Linked DNA regions of Sus scrofa: all the other regions are linked to region 1. The links are chromatin contacts, called in public HiChIP or PLAC-seq maps. All regions are on one chromosome and are shown on one strand. Each heading gives the region's core, a stretch centred on a gene start, on an enhancer-like site or on the middle of the called end of the contact. The rest is flanking DNA. Distances are from core to core; before and after follow the strand shown. Region 1 has its middle 190 kb from the start of TOMM20. Region 2 overlaps LOC110256752 (a long non-coding RNA gene). Region 3 has its middle 24 kb from the start of IRF2BP2.

Evidence for each region. HiChIP or PLAC-seq counts read pairs in DNA pulled down with a chosen protein or histone mark.
Region 2: a contact with region 1 is called in an H3K27ac HiChIP or PLAC-seq map of skeletal muscle. The contact joins two enhancer-like sites. A contact is called at or near these places in 1 of 47 Hi-C or Micro-C datasets (skeletal muscle) and 1 of 2 datasets of contacts at active chromatin or transcription factors (skeletal muscle).
Region 3: a contact with region 1 is called in an H3K27ac HiChIP or PLAC-seq map of skeletal muscle. The contact joins two enhancer-like sites. A contact is called at or near these places in 1 of 47 Hi-C or Micro-C datasets (embryonic fibroblasts) and 2 of 2 datasets of contacts at active chromatin or transcription factors (alveolar macrophages and skeletal muscle).

What each region holds. Positions count from the first base shown.
Region 1 is chr14:56,305,273-56,309,446 of Sscrofa11.1, reverse strand. No RefSeq gene overlaps it. Among named protein-coding and RNA genes, the nearest start is that of TOMM20, 190 kb to the right of the region's middle. Within about 2 kb of position 1,871, at least 22 of the 83 cell types and tissues checked have an H3K27ac peak or open chromatin away from gene starts, as enhancers often do. A contact at or near this core is called in skeletal muscle, where this site is marked.
Region 2 is chr14:56,605,226-56,609,399 of Sscrofa11.1, reverse strand. It overlaps LOC110256752 (a long non-coding RNA gene), which reads right to left. Exons shown (of 2, transcript XR_002338680.1): 2 at 1,398-1,723. It overlaps LOC106506002 (a long non-coding RNA gene), which reads left to right. Exons shown (of 3, transcript XR_002338684.1): 3 at 1-667. Among named protein-coding and RNA genes, the nearest start is that of IRF2BP2, 62 kb to the right of the region's middle. Within about 2 kb of position 1,924, at least 28 of the 83 cell types and tissues checked have an H3K27ac peak or open chromatin away from gene starts, as enhancers often do. A contact at or near this core is called in skeletal muscle, where this site is marked.
Region 3 is chr14:56,567,860-56,572,033 of Sscrofa11.1, reverse strand. No RefSeq gene overlaps it. Among named protein-coding and RNA genes, the nearest start is that of IRF2BP2, 24 kb to the right of the region's middle. Within about 2 kb of position 1,978, at least 4 of the 83 cell types and tissues checked have an H3K27ac peak or open chromatin away from gene starts, as enhancers often do. A contact at or near this core is called in skeletal muscle, where this site is marked.

The sequences.
Region 1 (4,174 bases), core at 622-3,121:
GAACTGTGTTCTAGGAACAGGTGATGCAGCGGAGATTGGTGGAATGTATGGTCCTGCCCTCGTGGAATGCAGGGGAGACAATTAGATAAGCAATTCCAATGCAGTGTGGTCAGACCCAGGAGCCTGGAGCTAAGGGAAGACTTCCTGGAGGAAGCAACATTTAAGCCAGGATGACTAGAGTGAGGGTCATCTCAGCTCCTCTTATAGCGCCTCCCCGCCAGGCCTCCCAAACTGCACTTTCCCCAGTCATTTTTGTCATCTGTCACAGAGAAATGATAATATGCATCAGAGATGAGTCACAGGCAGGGGGTTGAGGAGTTCGACACACCCGGGCTCACCTCTGGGTCCCCCCTTCCAGAGTGGGTGGGCAGGAGGCTCACCCCAAGGCTCGTGGCTTGCTTTTCACTTGGAAAGTGCTTTATGATTTCTAATCACTTTCGCATATGTTTTTTTCATTGGAGTCTCACAAACTGGGGGCAGGTGTTATTAACCCCATTATTGGTGGGAAAAACGAGACATGAAATGACCTCAGCAGGGCACAGGGTGAGTCAGCTTCAAGGCTGGGTGTGCAGGTCCGTGACACGACATCGAGAGCTCAAAATAGGCCAGTTGCATGTTGCCCGGTTTTAGAAGAAAACTGATGATAGAGAAGAATACTCCTTCCTGGAAGAGGAATTCTTCAATTTCTCTTAAATGCCTCCAGATTCCTCCTAGCTTCCTATTTCCCTGGTTCACTAAAATCTATCTGCTGGCCACACCTACCGCTCTGATTCTGAGAAACCTCGAGAAGCTTCTCCACAGTGAAAAGATTGCTTTTCCCCAACACAGCGAAAACCCTGGAAATGGTGCAGGCAGCACTTCAGGAAGACACAGTGACAGACCCTGGAAACATTTGACTCCCATCGAAGGAAGCAATTGCAGATTCAGGATACACACCAGACTCTTCCACAGCTGCATCAACAAGCACCATCGGGGAAAAAGTCAAAACAGCCCAGAAGGCTCTGGCTGCGGATCCCAGGTACCTACATCAGCCAAGCCCTGGAAGGAAGCCACTTCCAATGTTCGTGTTAAAACAATGCTGCAATATTTTTTGGTTTCCACTGAATAATAGCTGTCAACAACTCAGGAAGGCTGTGGTTTGTTCCAGGTCTTTCTTCTTTGCAAATGTTCTTTTCTAAACATGATATTGCTCTTTTCAGCAAGGCCAAAATAAAGGCACGCACAATTACTCCAAAGGGGTAAATATTTCCGCGTTATGTTCAAGCCTTTGTTCTGTTTCTACATCTGAGAGGTCAAAGGTCCTGTATGGAGCAGACACAGTCCTTAAGTGCATGGTGGAAGGAGGGGCTTATAGGCTTCTATGATCTTCTAGAAGCCTCCATGGGTCTTTACAAAAGTCTTGGGTGGAGTTCCCATTGTGGCTCAGGGGTAATGAACCCAACTAGTATCCATGAGGCCTCCAGGTGATCCCTGGCCTCACTCAGTGGGTTAAGGATCCGGCGTTGTCGTGAGCTGTGGTGTAGGTCGCAGACATGGCTCGGATCCCATGTTGCTGTGGCTCTGGTGTAGGCCGGTGGCTACAGCTCCGATTCCACCCCCAGCCTGGGAACCTCCATATGCTGCAGGTACAGCCCTAAAAAGACAAGAAAAATAAATAAATCAAAGGTTTGACAAGTTTATTGGGCTGTTCTGTTAATATTTAAGAGTCGCCCATTCCATTCTTTTTGCCTAATTCCCATCTCCGCGTTCAAAGCGCCTGATTTGCTGAGGGCCCTCAGGAATTACAAACAGCCCCCCTCGGCCAGGCCTGGGTCTGAGCCGTCAGCCTCGGCAGAGTCGCTCTGCACCAACGCCTTTCTGTTGCAGAGCCCGTGAAACTCTCTGGACATTGTCTCTCACGTCCTTTCATCTGGACAACACGCTCCACCCCAAAGTGACCTGACCTATGAGATCACAGTAAAAAGTCAAGAAGTAGTTCTTAGAACTCTTTGCTCAGCGGGCCAAAGCTCCCAGCGGTGTCAGTCAGTGATCCAGACAAACATGTCACAGAGGAAACGGCGGCCAGGCTCGGCGCCTTGAGTCAGCTCCTCGGCTGGCTGACAGGCTGGACGATGGTTCAAGGGTCCAGCTGTGGGCACATGTCCCTCACCTGGGGTCCAGAAGGACTGCCGTATGGAAATCACCATGGGGTATGTTGTGAGATACGGTGAAACCAGAAACCCAAACATTGCTGGAAGGATTTCTCCTTTCTAGTCGTGAAAACTTTTCATCTTTCATCCATTAACATTTTGGAACACTTACGTCAAAGTTCTTTTTCCATGAATGAGATATATTATCTTTCCAATGCTTTGCCCAGAGGCAAACCCCAAAATAACAACTTCAGCTCAGGGACCATGTGCCAGACATGGTGGATCTCTTGTCATCTCCCCAATAGCTCTGCAAGGACTCTTATCGCCACTGAAGATAAAAGGGAACTGAGGCTCAGGGAGGTTCCCTAAGTCACAGAGCTAATGAGTGGCAGAGCCAAAAGCAAAGCCAGATTGGCCTCACTCTGAAATCACGGTACCTTCAAAAAGAGAGGTGAAATGTCAAAGACTCACACTGATGCCAAGTTCATTTAAAACGCCAAGTACCTGGATATTTGCAAAATTCTGGGCAGTTGTTTGAAGTGTTTTGCTCTCAGAACAGAGGCCATTCCAGTCTCTAAACACTTCATGCTTCTTGTGGAGTGACTGGCACCCAGTAGGCCCTCAGGAAGGGCAGCTGCTCATAGACCTCAAAGTCAAGTGCCATGTGTTGCCTGGATGCGCCCTCCTTCAATAATTCTGTGAGCAGGCTGACAACAAACCACATGAAAGCAAGCTCACATTCTTTGGAAGACGGCTGGTCAGAACACGGCAACACCAAGGCATCAGGTTTCCCCACCATCACAGCCTCCATATGGTACTCAGAACGCTGTCTGGGCTCAGGCGCAGTGCTGGCCTGGCTGCCCTGGTGGCACGGTACGCGGAATTCATTCCTGGAGCATATCTGGTCATCAGGGAGCCCCTCTTCACCAGGCTCTGGCTGGATCTTCCACAAGATCCAAGATGAGAGAAGCTTTACTTGGCCTGGCAGGGAATAGAAAGGCTCAGGGTCCGTCTGCACTCTTCCGATGCCCAGGGAATGGAGAACAGCCCTCCTTGGGGTGGGAGGCGTGTGTGTGTGTGTGTGTGTGTGTGTGTGTGTGTGGTGTGTGTGTGTGTTTTGGGGATGAAAAGCAAGGCCCAGAAGCTTGATCTGTGGATCAAAGACCCTCATCTACACGAGGAGGAGGATGGCACTCCCCTGGCCCTTTCTCGCATCCCAACTCACAGGTGTCAGCCAAGCCTCGACGGTCCTTGAGAGTAATCTCTCCCAAATCACAAGCAAGCGTATCAAACAGGCCAAAGAAATGACCTTGAAACACAAGCGGTTCTGAAAGATACTCTAATTCAGAGGATCTCCAGCTCTACTGTGCATCAGAATTCCCTCGGGGAAGTGGGGGGCAGGGGGCTTGTGAGAACAGATCATGAGCCCCACCCCACCCCTGACCCCTCAACTGCAGGGCCTGAGAATGTGCATCTCTGACAAATTCCAGGTGATTTTGTTTTTGTCTTTTGTTTGTTTGTTTTTTGTTTTTTGAGGGCTGCACCTGTGGCATATGGAGGTTCCCAGGCTAGGGGTGGAATCAGAGCTGTAGCCGCTGGCCTATACCACAGCCACAGCAACGCGGGATCTGAGCCACGTCTGTGACCTACAGCACAGCTCACGGCAACGCCGGATCCTTAACCCACTGAGCAAGGCCGGGGATCGAACCTGCAACCTCATGGTTCCTAGTCAGATTCGTTAACCACTGCGCCACGACGGGAACTCTAGTTCCAGGTGATGTTGATGCTACTGGTCCAGAGGCCAGAGTTTGAGAACCATTGTTCAAATTATTTAAGGAAAACAATATAAGGGCATGAGAACACTGCTCTGAATAAGAAGGATATTATTATCAAATTCCTCGCCTGTGTCAAACCCTTCACTGCCTTTGATATTTACAACACATCCTGCCAAGGAAGAATGAAGATCCCTGCTTTACAGACTAGGAAGCTCAGACACACCTACCACTGCACAGCTAGTAACTGGCGGAGCTGAGATTTTTAGCTAA
Region 2 (4,174 bases), core at 675-3,174, 300 kb before region 1:
CTTTTTAGTCCTGCCTCCCAACGTTCTGAAAAGATGAAGAAGGCATCCTTGTCACCTCGAGGTTGGTGACCCCGGTAGATCAAATGGCAAGCATGAGTGTCAGGGGTGATTTGAGAAGAAAGATGGAAGTTTGCAAAATGAGATTTTATAGATGGAATCTCACCATAAGAAATTTGAGAGTTCATAACTATTCTGAAAATAGTTGTTATCTGCATTAAGACAACTGTATAAATAAAGGAATCAGTGATGCAGCCGGTTGGAGAGTTGTTTTAAGAAACCTGTCACTAAAAATGCAGTATAATCCAACGGTGCCTCGCCTGCCGTTTTGCCAAGGCAAACTCAGCTGGGAGGCTGCGGGGTTTCTCCACTGCGTGGAGTCATTAGGGGGATAAACCATCAGCCTGGTCTAATTAGCATTGAAACACTTCGCAAATATTTGACTTAAGGGGTTGCAAATAGTAAAATAATGTGGAGCTGATGTCTGCAATACCTTTCGAACTCGCCTCCTAACTATAGTCACATGTGTTTTACACATCAGAGGTGTTCCTGAAAAGTCAGGTGTGAATCCATATGCGACACGGAATTATGTTTCAGACATTCTAGGGATACTTCTTTTCTTTTCTTTTTTTTTTTTTAGCTTTTTGGCTTTTTGGCTTTTAGGACTGTGGCATATGGAGGTTCCCAGGCTAGGGGTCTGATCGGAGCTGCAGCTGCTGGCCTTCACCACAGCCAGAGCGACGTGGGATCCGAGCCGTGTCTGCAACCTACACTACAGCTCACGGCAGCGCCAGATCCTTAACCCATTGAGCAAGGCCAAGGATCGAATCCACATCCTCATGGATGCTAGTCGGGTTTGTTAACCGCTGAGCCATGATGGGAACACCAAGGGATACTTCTGACTTGGAGGAACTAGGTATCAGTGAAGAAGCTACAGAGAAAGCTTAATGCCCAAGACAGCTCATTCTGATGCCCCCTCCACCTCCAGCCTAGGCTGAGCCTTTGAGGACACTGTCAGCCTCAGCAGCGTCTCTGTTTCGTTGCTGGGTCTGAGAAGGAAAGGGCTAGTCCTAGAGAAGGGTCAACGGCAGGCTGTTGTGTTCCCCAGCAGCAAAACAGAGGAGGCTGGAGGAAACCACCCAAGCGCCAAGCTCTGCAGAGGGCAAGTGAAGTCGGAGTCTAAAAACAAAAAGTGGCGGAGCCCATCTCCTTGGAGCTGTTTATATTACATAACTCAAATAAACACAGCAGTGCAGGAATGGTTCCCTTGGCGGGGGCCGGTACCGCAGGGCCCAGAGGCGAACAAAAGGCATCTCCCCAGCCCCTGGTCAGAAATGGCTTCTTTAAAACAACAACAGCAACAGCAGCAGTAATAGTAACAATACTCAAGGACACACCAGGCCAATTCAGGAGGCTATCCTGAATAAATTAAGTAGAGGAATCATTCTAATTAGGACTCAAGAGGTGACTTTTTTTCCTTTTGGCTTCGGAGATAAATCCTCATCAGCAAAGTTGATGCCAGAATGGCTATTTTCCTTTGCAAAGGAGGGAAGTGAGGCCCTTGGCCCTGCTGTGAAATCCAGCAGGAGCACAGAGGCCGCTTTCTCAGGCACTGGACAGGCGTCTGACTTTCCGACTTCAATCCCCTTGTCAGCCTGGGGCACTGCTGGGGGCGGGCGGTGGGGGTCCCCAGCCTTCTGGGAAACATCAGGCTATTCCATGGAATCTGCAAGAAGAATACAAAAAAATCCAAGTTACCAACTGGGTAAAGGGACACAGGTCCACAGGTCCCGCGTTTGAACGAAATCAGAGAGTCTGGAAATTGAGAGCAGGCCAGAACCGACTGCAAGCTTTTCCGTCAGTAGCCTGCAGTCTCCCGGGACAGCAACCCCTATCATATGCCAGGGGACAAGAATAGAAAGAAAAATTGAGAACACAGCCCTGAGCACGGGCTGGTGGTATTGGTTGCCAACAGTTGCCCCATTAGTAGGCTATGGGGACATGCGAGGGAACATTTTCTGTACGAGGCTTGTGTTTAAAAATACATCTTGCTTCAAAGCTGGCTCGGGAGTGGCTGGAGAGTGAGAGTTTGCTTTTTTTGTGCTCAGTAGGTGAGCATCTTTCGGTGACTTACTGCACAGCACCCACATGCTAGGTGACAGTGACCGAGACCTCAGCCTCGCTCCCAGCAAGCTAACATCTTAGACAATTCCTGGGTGAAAGCCGCACTCCAGAAACATCCTCGGCATTGGCTTGCTGGAGGCACATGGGGCTGGGGGCAGGAGTGGAGGTTAGCTGAGGGGAACACCTCCCCACCGAGGCCTCTGACCCTTCTTATTCCATGGATGTGTCCTTGGGGGTATTTCCCTCTCCTTGTCCTTATTCTCAAAAGGAGGACACCAGCCTCTACCCACCTCCTAAGGGTGTCTGGGAGGAAGCGCTAGCAGCAATGACTTAAAAACTTTTGGCGGGTAAAGGAGTTCCCGTCGTGGCTCAGTGGTTAACGAATCCGACTAGGAACCGTGAGGTTGTGGGTTCGATCCCTGGCCTTGCTCAGTGGGTTAGGGATCCGGCATTGTCCTGAGCTGTGGTGTAGGTCACAGATGCGGCTCGGATTCCCTCGGTGGCTACAGCTCCGATTAGACCCCTAGCCTGGGAACCTTCATAAGCGGCGGGAGTGGCCCTAGAAATGGCAAAAAGACAAAACAAAAAACAAAAAACAAAAGACACCTTTGGCGGATATGAAGTTCATGATCAAGTGCTGGATGATGGCTTCCCTCACCTACCCTCCCTCATGTGTTACCTAAGCACGCATCCCCTTAAATGCTTTGCTGACAGACTGCCCTGTGGGGTGTGAAGCTGGTCTGCCAAGAAGACATCTCTGGTTCCTCCAGAGAGGTTTGCCTTTGCAGGAACCGCTGAAATCCTTCCATGTCCAAACGCATATTCTGGATAGAAAACAACAGGTGATGCACTGCAGAGGCCAAGAGGCTGTTAGGACCCGCCCATGGGTGCCTGGGTTGGGTCCCCCTTTCCCGGGGGGGTGGGGCGGGGAGATGAGAGGGGACAAATCCACATGGCAGGGTCAAGTTCAGGTCTGCCTTGAAGAAACCCTGGGGACCTCCTTCTTGAAAAACAAGTGGGACAGTGTGACAGCTGCGTAAGGAAGCCAGAGAAAAGGGTCCCCGGGGAAACCTCCCCAGGGAATGCTCTGCTTGCGGGAGGCAGTCAGGAGTGACACAGAAGACAGACAGCAGGAGGGGGGACAGCCAGGCCCCACAAGCTCTCCAAGGAATCCAGAATTAGGAGCGCCCCCCAGATGTGGAGTCTGATGGTGCCAGGGCGACAGCAGCGCTAACAGTGATGATGGTAGATATTCTTGGGGCCTGTTTGCAACAGACTGTCCTGAAGCCACGGCCCTGGAGGGGCCCTTTCTGGAAAACATCTCCCACTCTGGACTCCTCACAGCTCCTGTGGTCGTTTCCTTTGGGGGGTTTTTATCAACAAAACACACCCCAGGTTTTACGGTTGCCAGATATTGATGGCTACTTTCAACTCCGGTCAGTGGTTCCTTAGGGCACACGGGCAGTGGGACATCAGGACAGGAAGATGGGGACCAAGTGTCTATTGGGAGACACGATGCCCTGGAGGTGAAGGCAGACTGCATGACTGTCCCCATCTGTGGGCAGAGGCCCCCTCTGAAGCAGGCCAGTGGACCCTCCTACGGAAGCAACTGCCGCTGGACTTGTAGCCCAAAGGCCTGGATCTGACTGACTCCCAGGATCGACCGTGTCCAAGGCGAGACCTGGGCACATTATTAGTGAACCTTTCTGAGATTCAGTGGCCCCACCTGTGAGCTGGAGCGGAGGCAACCTCCCTGTCAGGGCAGCTAGGGAGTTCCAAGGAAGCACCTGACTCCCGGACCCGAGGAAGGCTGGCTGGATCAGCAACATCTGTACAGGGTGTGCCCTCCCTAGTCACCTAGCAGGTGGGGTGTCTTCTGGTCCCCTTCCCTGGGGGGAAGGGGCGCAGAACCCAGAAGTCAGCCTGCCACCTCGCCAGTGGTCCCTTCCATTGCCACCCCTGTAGCTCCTGGTTACAGAGGGGGGAGTCTCCCTCTTTCAGGCCCCTAGGGTACCACCTGGAGAACTACAGGCCCAGAAAGAGTAGAAAAAGA
Region 3 (4,174 bases), core at 729-3,228, 260 kb before region 1:
AATAGTATGTAACATGAACCAACACTGGGCCAGGCATTATCAGCACCCTCGGCCATGGTCATGATAAATATTCATTTACCACACTCGTGCGCCAGAACGTCAGTTCTGTTACTTTGGACACGAGCAACCGAGACTCACCTTTCTACTGAAAATCATGGCCTCCCGTTGTATTTAAATTAAAATAGAACCCGCTAACTTGGCTTCCAAGAACATGGGAAATGTAGGTTTATGACTTTTCCAACCCATCTCTCACCACTTTCCCATCTTTTCTCCCATGCGGTCTCATACTTTTTTCCCTTTTTAGAAGGTGCTCTATCTGGCTTGTAGCAATTGTTTCCTCTACCTGCACTCACACCCCAACTACCTTGTTACCCGCTAAGCCCTCCTCACCCATCCAATCCCAACTCAAGCATTGAACGTTCAGAGTTGGGACAGTGAGTGTCTTTACTGCGTGTGAAGAAATTGGTATTTGAGTTAGATGAAGGGACAAGCAGAACTTTACTGGATGGGCCAGTCGGTGGGTGCACAGAAGCAGCCTTAGAGACATGAAAAAATGACCCTTATGGCCCAAAGAGACAATTTTATATTTTAAAGGGTTCATAGGCAGTTAAACATTGGTTTTCTTACAAAGAGGAATCAAGTTAAAATATTTTAAAGACCTTTTCTGAGAAGGTAACTCCGAGGGCTTGTAAATAATGCAGGAATGGGGTTGAGACCTCCTGCCTCTCACTCCAGTAGAAGCTCAGGAAGCAGTTCATGTGATGCCTTTCTTAGCTATTTTCGCAGAGGAGTATCACACACAGGTCCCTCCCGCTCCCTCAGAATAATTTTTGACTATGTACTAAGTGTCCACAACACGGGCAGATGGCCATCTGGCGCCTAAGTTGGATGCACGTGTGCGTGCATGCGTGTGCGTGCACGCGTGCGTGTATGCGTACTTGCATGGATGGATATATTGTTCATTATGCGTGTACGTTCTTGCACAGGTGTGCATGTGCGCAGGCGTGTACGTGTGCTTGCATGGGCACGCGTGAATTGGAAGGGAGACTTGGCGGACACGGCAAGTGAGTGGTGTTCCCAAACATAGGCAATGCCTCAGCTCTGACGTTGACTCTGCCCCGCGGGGCTGGAGGGCATGACTGGTGCTATCTTAAGCCAGGATTCCCTTTCACCCACTGCAGACAGAGCATAAAAATATCTCCTGTGGGCATCTCTCCCCAAAGGGGGAGGCAGTTCCCTTTCAGGGGAAACAGTGTATTTAAATAAAAAGAAATCCCCTGGAGGAGGGGGTGGGGGTTAGACATCACCAAGCTTTCTTTCCCAGGGTATTTGGGCGGAAGAGCGCGCCAGGCTGCCTTTGGGAAACCAGGAGGGAGATGTGGCCATCACGCCTCCCTCTGCCTGGAGGGAGGGTGACAGGAGAGCCCTTGATATTCTGCTCTGGCCAAGTTGCCCATTCCTCTTGTGGGGCCAGCCCAGCACCGGGCTGCCCCTGGCTGAGGCCCCCCCACCCCGGCTCCGCTCTGCTTCCTGTCACAGCCACTGGGGCACCTTGTCCATTCCTCAAGCAGCCTTATTTTCAAGCCACCCAAAAATAACAACATTTGATACCAAGGCCTCTGAAGGCTTTGACTGGGGTCATGTTTCCAAATTCTTGACTCAAGTATTGTAAATGAAAGCTCTTTTTTTTTTTTCCAGTCAGGCTATTTTTTCCTTTTTTTTTTTTTCTCAAGATGTTGGGAGAACCCCAACCAAGGAATCAGTGCTTAATGGGTCACAGGGTATAAATAGTAGTGTTGAGAACGTAACACAAGGCTCTTTGTGCTATCATGGAACCGAACCTTTAAAAAAAAAAAAAAAGAGGAAAAAAGAAAAGAAAAAAAATCTTCCAAACAGACCAGTTAACATACCAGCCCAGGGCTCTGTGGGGGGGGGGGGGGGGCGCGCAACAAATTGCTGAGCACAAGCTGCGTTCTATATTTGTCCAGCCCAGCATTCCACCACTGACATCTATTTACAGCTTTGCCATGTACACAGGATCCCCTATTCATTAAACATGTGCTAAAAAAAAAAAAAGATTCTGTATGTATTTTTGTGCTGCTGATAGTTCATAGACATAAATTAAGGAAATAAAGTCAGCAGTGAAGTGTGAATGGGGAGACTAGGTTCACATCCCTAGCCCCTAACTCTGTAATGGTCATTTTACATGTTACTGTGCAGCAGTGTGCAAGCTCTTTTCATCCACAAAATGGGGACAAACATGCCTGTTCTCTAAGAGTTGGCTCTGAGTGACGGGCAATGCGGCTTTGATAATAAAGGGATAGCAGTTCCTGTCATGGCATAGTGGAAACAAATCTGACTAGGAACAGTGAGGTTGCAGGTTCGATCCCTGGCTTCACTCAGTGGGTTAAGGATCCAGCATTGCGGTGAGCTGTGGTGTGGGTTGAAGATGCGGCTCGGATCCCCCTTTGCTGTGGCTGTGGCCAGCAGCTGCAGATCCGACTAGACAGACCCCTAGCCTGGGAACCTCCATATGCTGAGGGTGCAGCCCTAAAAAAGCAAAAAAAGAAAAAAAAAAAAAGAAAGAAAATGAAGAGATAAGATCTCTGGGCTTCTTGGCTTGGAGGCACTCTTTAAATATGAAATATTATCCTAATTAAACGAAATTTTCATCCTGGGGGTCAGTTCTTTGATGAAGTTAAATGGGAAGATCCAAAGTATCTATTAATTTGCTATCAGTCATTGTATTTGGAGATCCTGAGGGATCCTAAAAATGGATGAATTATGACAGCCCCGACGGTATATTTCTGGGTGATTATGGCAAGCCTTGGGTGGTATTAAAAGAGTTGCCAATTTTTATGTGACAGTGAAATTCATAGGCTCTAACAGAAGTACTATTATACCAGGAGCAGGGAGCAGACTGAAGGGCATGTGACTTAGCAGCTGACAAGGGCAATAATTCTCAGAATTTTGTGGCTCAAAATGTGTGCTGGCTACTGAGAACTGGGATTTTAGAAATAGAAAGTTCAGGTTACAAGCCTACTGGGCAGAAACTCGAACTCCTGGTGCTGGCAACCTGCCCCGGGTACTCAGGGGTGGGCCAAGGTTCTGGCCATTCAGTGTCCTATGTTTAAATTCCGAGCCTATAAGCAAACAAAAAAAAAAAGTTGGAAGTGTTCCCTTACCTTTTGGAAACTGCAAAATAAAATCTCCTTTGGCTAAGAGCCTCTTTCTTTTGTGGGCTCTCCTACAGGGTTTCTTGGGCAAGATTTACCTCTGTGCTGCCATGACCCTAGCTCCCCACCAGTTGCTGGCATGTCTGTCTTCCGGTGGGAGATGGGGGGGTGGGGGTGGGGGGCAGGGATAACACTCTTGTTCAAATTGTTGGATTAACCAGAAAATTAGCAGGAAAACATGGCAGTGGAGGTCAAAGTGGGGTCCATGCTGCACTGTGGAGGTGTCTCAGAGATGAAGCTGCCTATTAACGGGGTTTAGTATTTCAGTAGCTAGTGTTTGAGTTGGGGTTGCTAGGAGAGAGAAGCAAAGAAGGGCACAGACAGCACTGTTTAGTCCTAGTGTTGGCTCAGGACATGGGTACAGGCACATTCTGATACCCAGGACCACATGCTGAGCACGTACTAAGGAGAGCAGGCGCACTAAACATTTTAAGTAGAGTATTTCATTCAATATGCAAAACTCCAAAAGCCCTTCAAGACCAGTGCTAGTCTTTTTTTTTTTTTTCTTCTTTTTTCTTTTTCTTTCTTTCTTTCTTTCTTTCTTTTTTTTTTTTTTTTAGGGCTGCACCCGAGGCATATGGAAGTTCCCAGGCTAGGAGGTCTAATATCTAATTGGAGATGCAGCCGCTGACCTACACCACAGGCACAGCAACACAGATCCTAGCCGCATCTGTGGCCTATGCTGTGCAGGGTCCTTAACCCACTGAGCGAGACCAGGGATGGAACCTGCATCCTCATGAATACTAGTCGGGTTCTTAACCCCCTGAGCCACAACAGGAACTCCAACTAATGCTAGTCTTTTGCAAGCGTAAAAATTCTGCTTAAAAAGAAGAAAATGACTTATTTGTGATTCGCAACTAATTGCATTGTGGAGACTGAATTTGAACACAGACTTTTTGATGCCCAAACCTGGGCGGTTAATAACTTTGCTATACTTC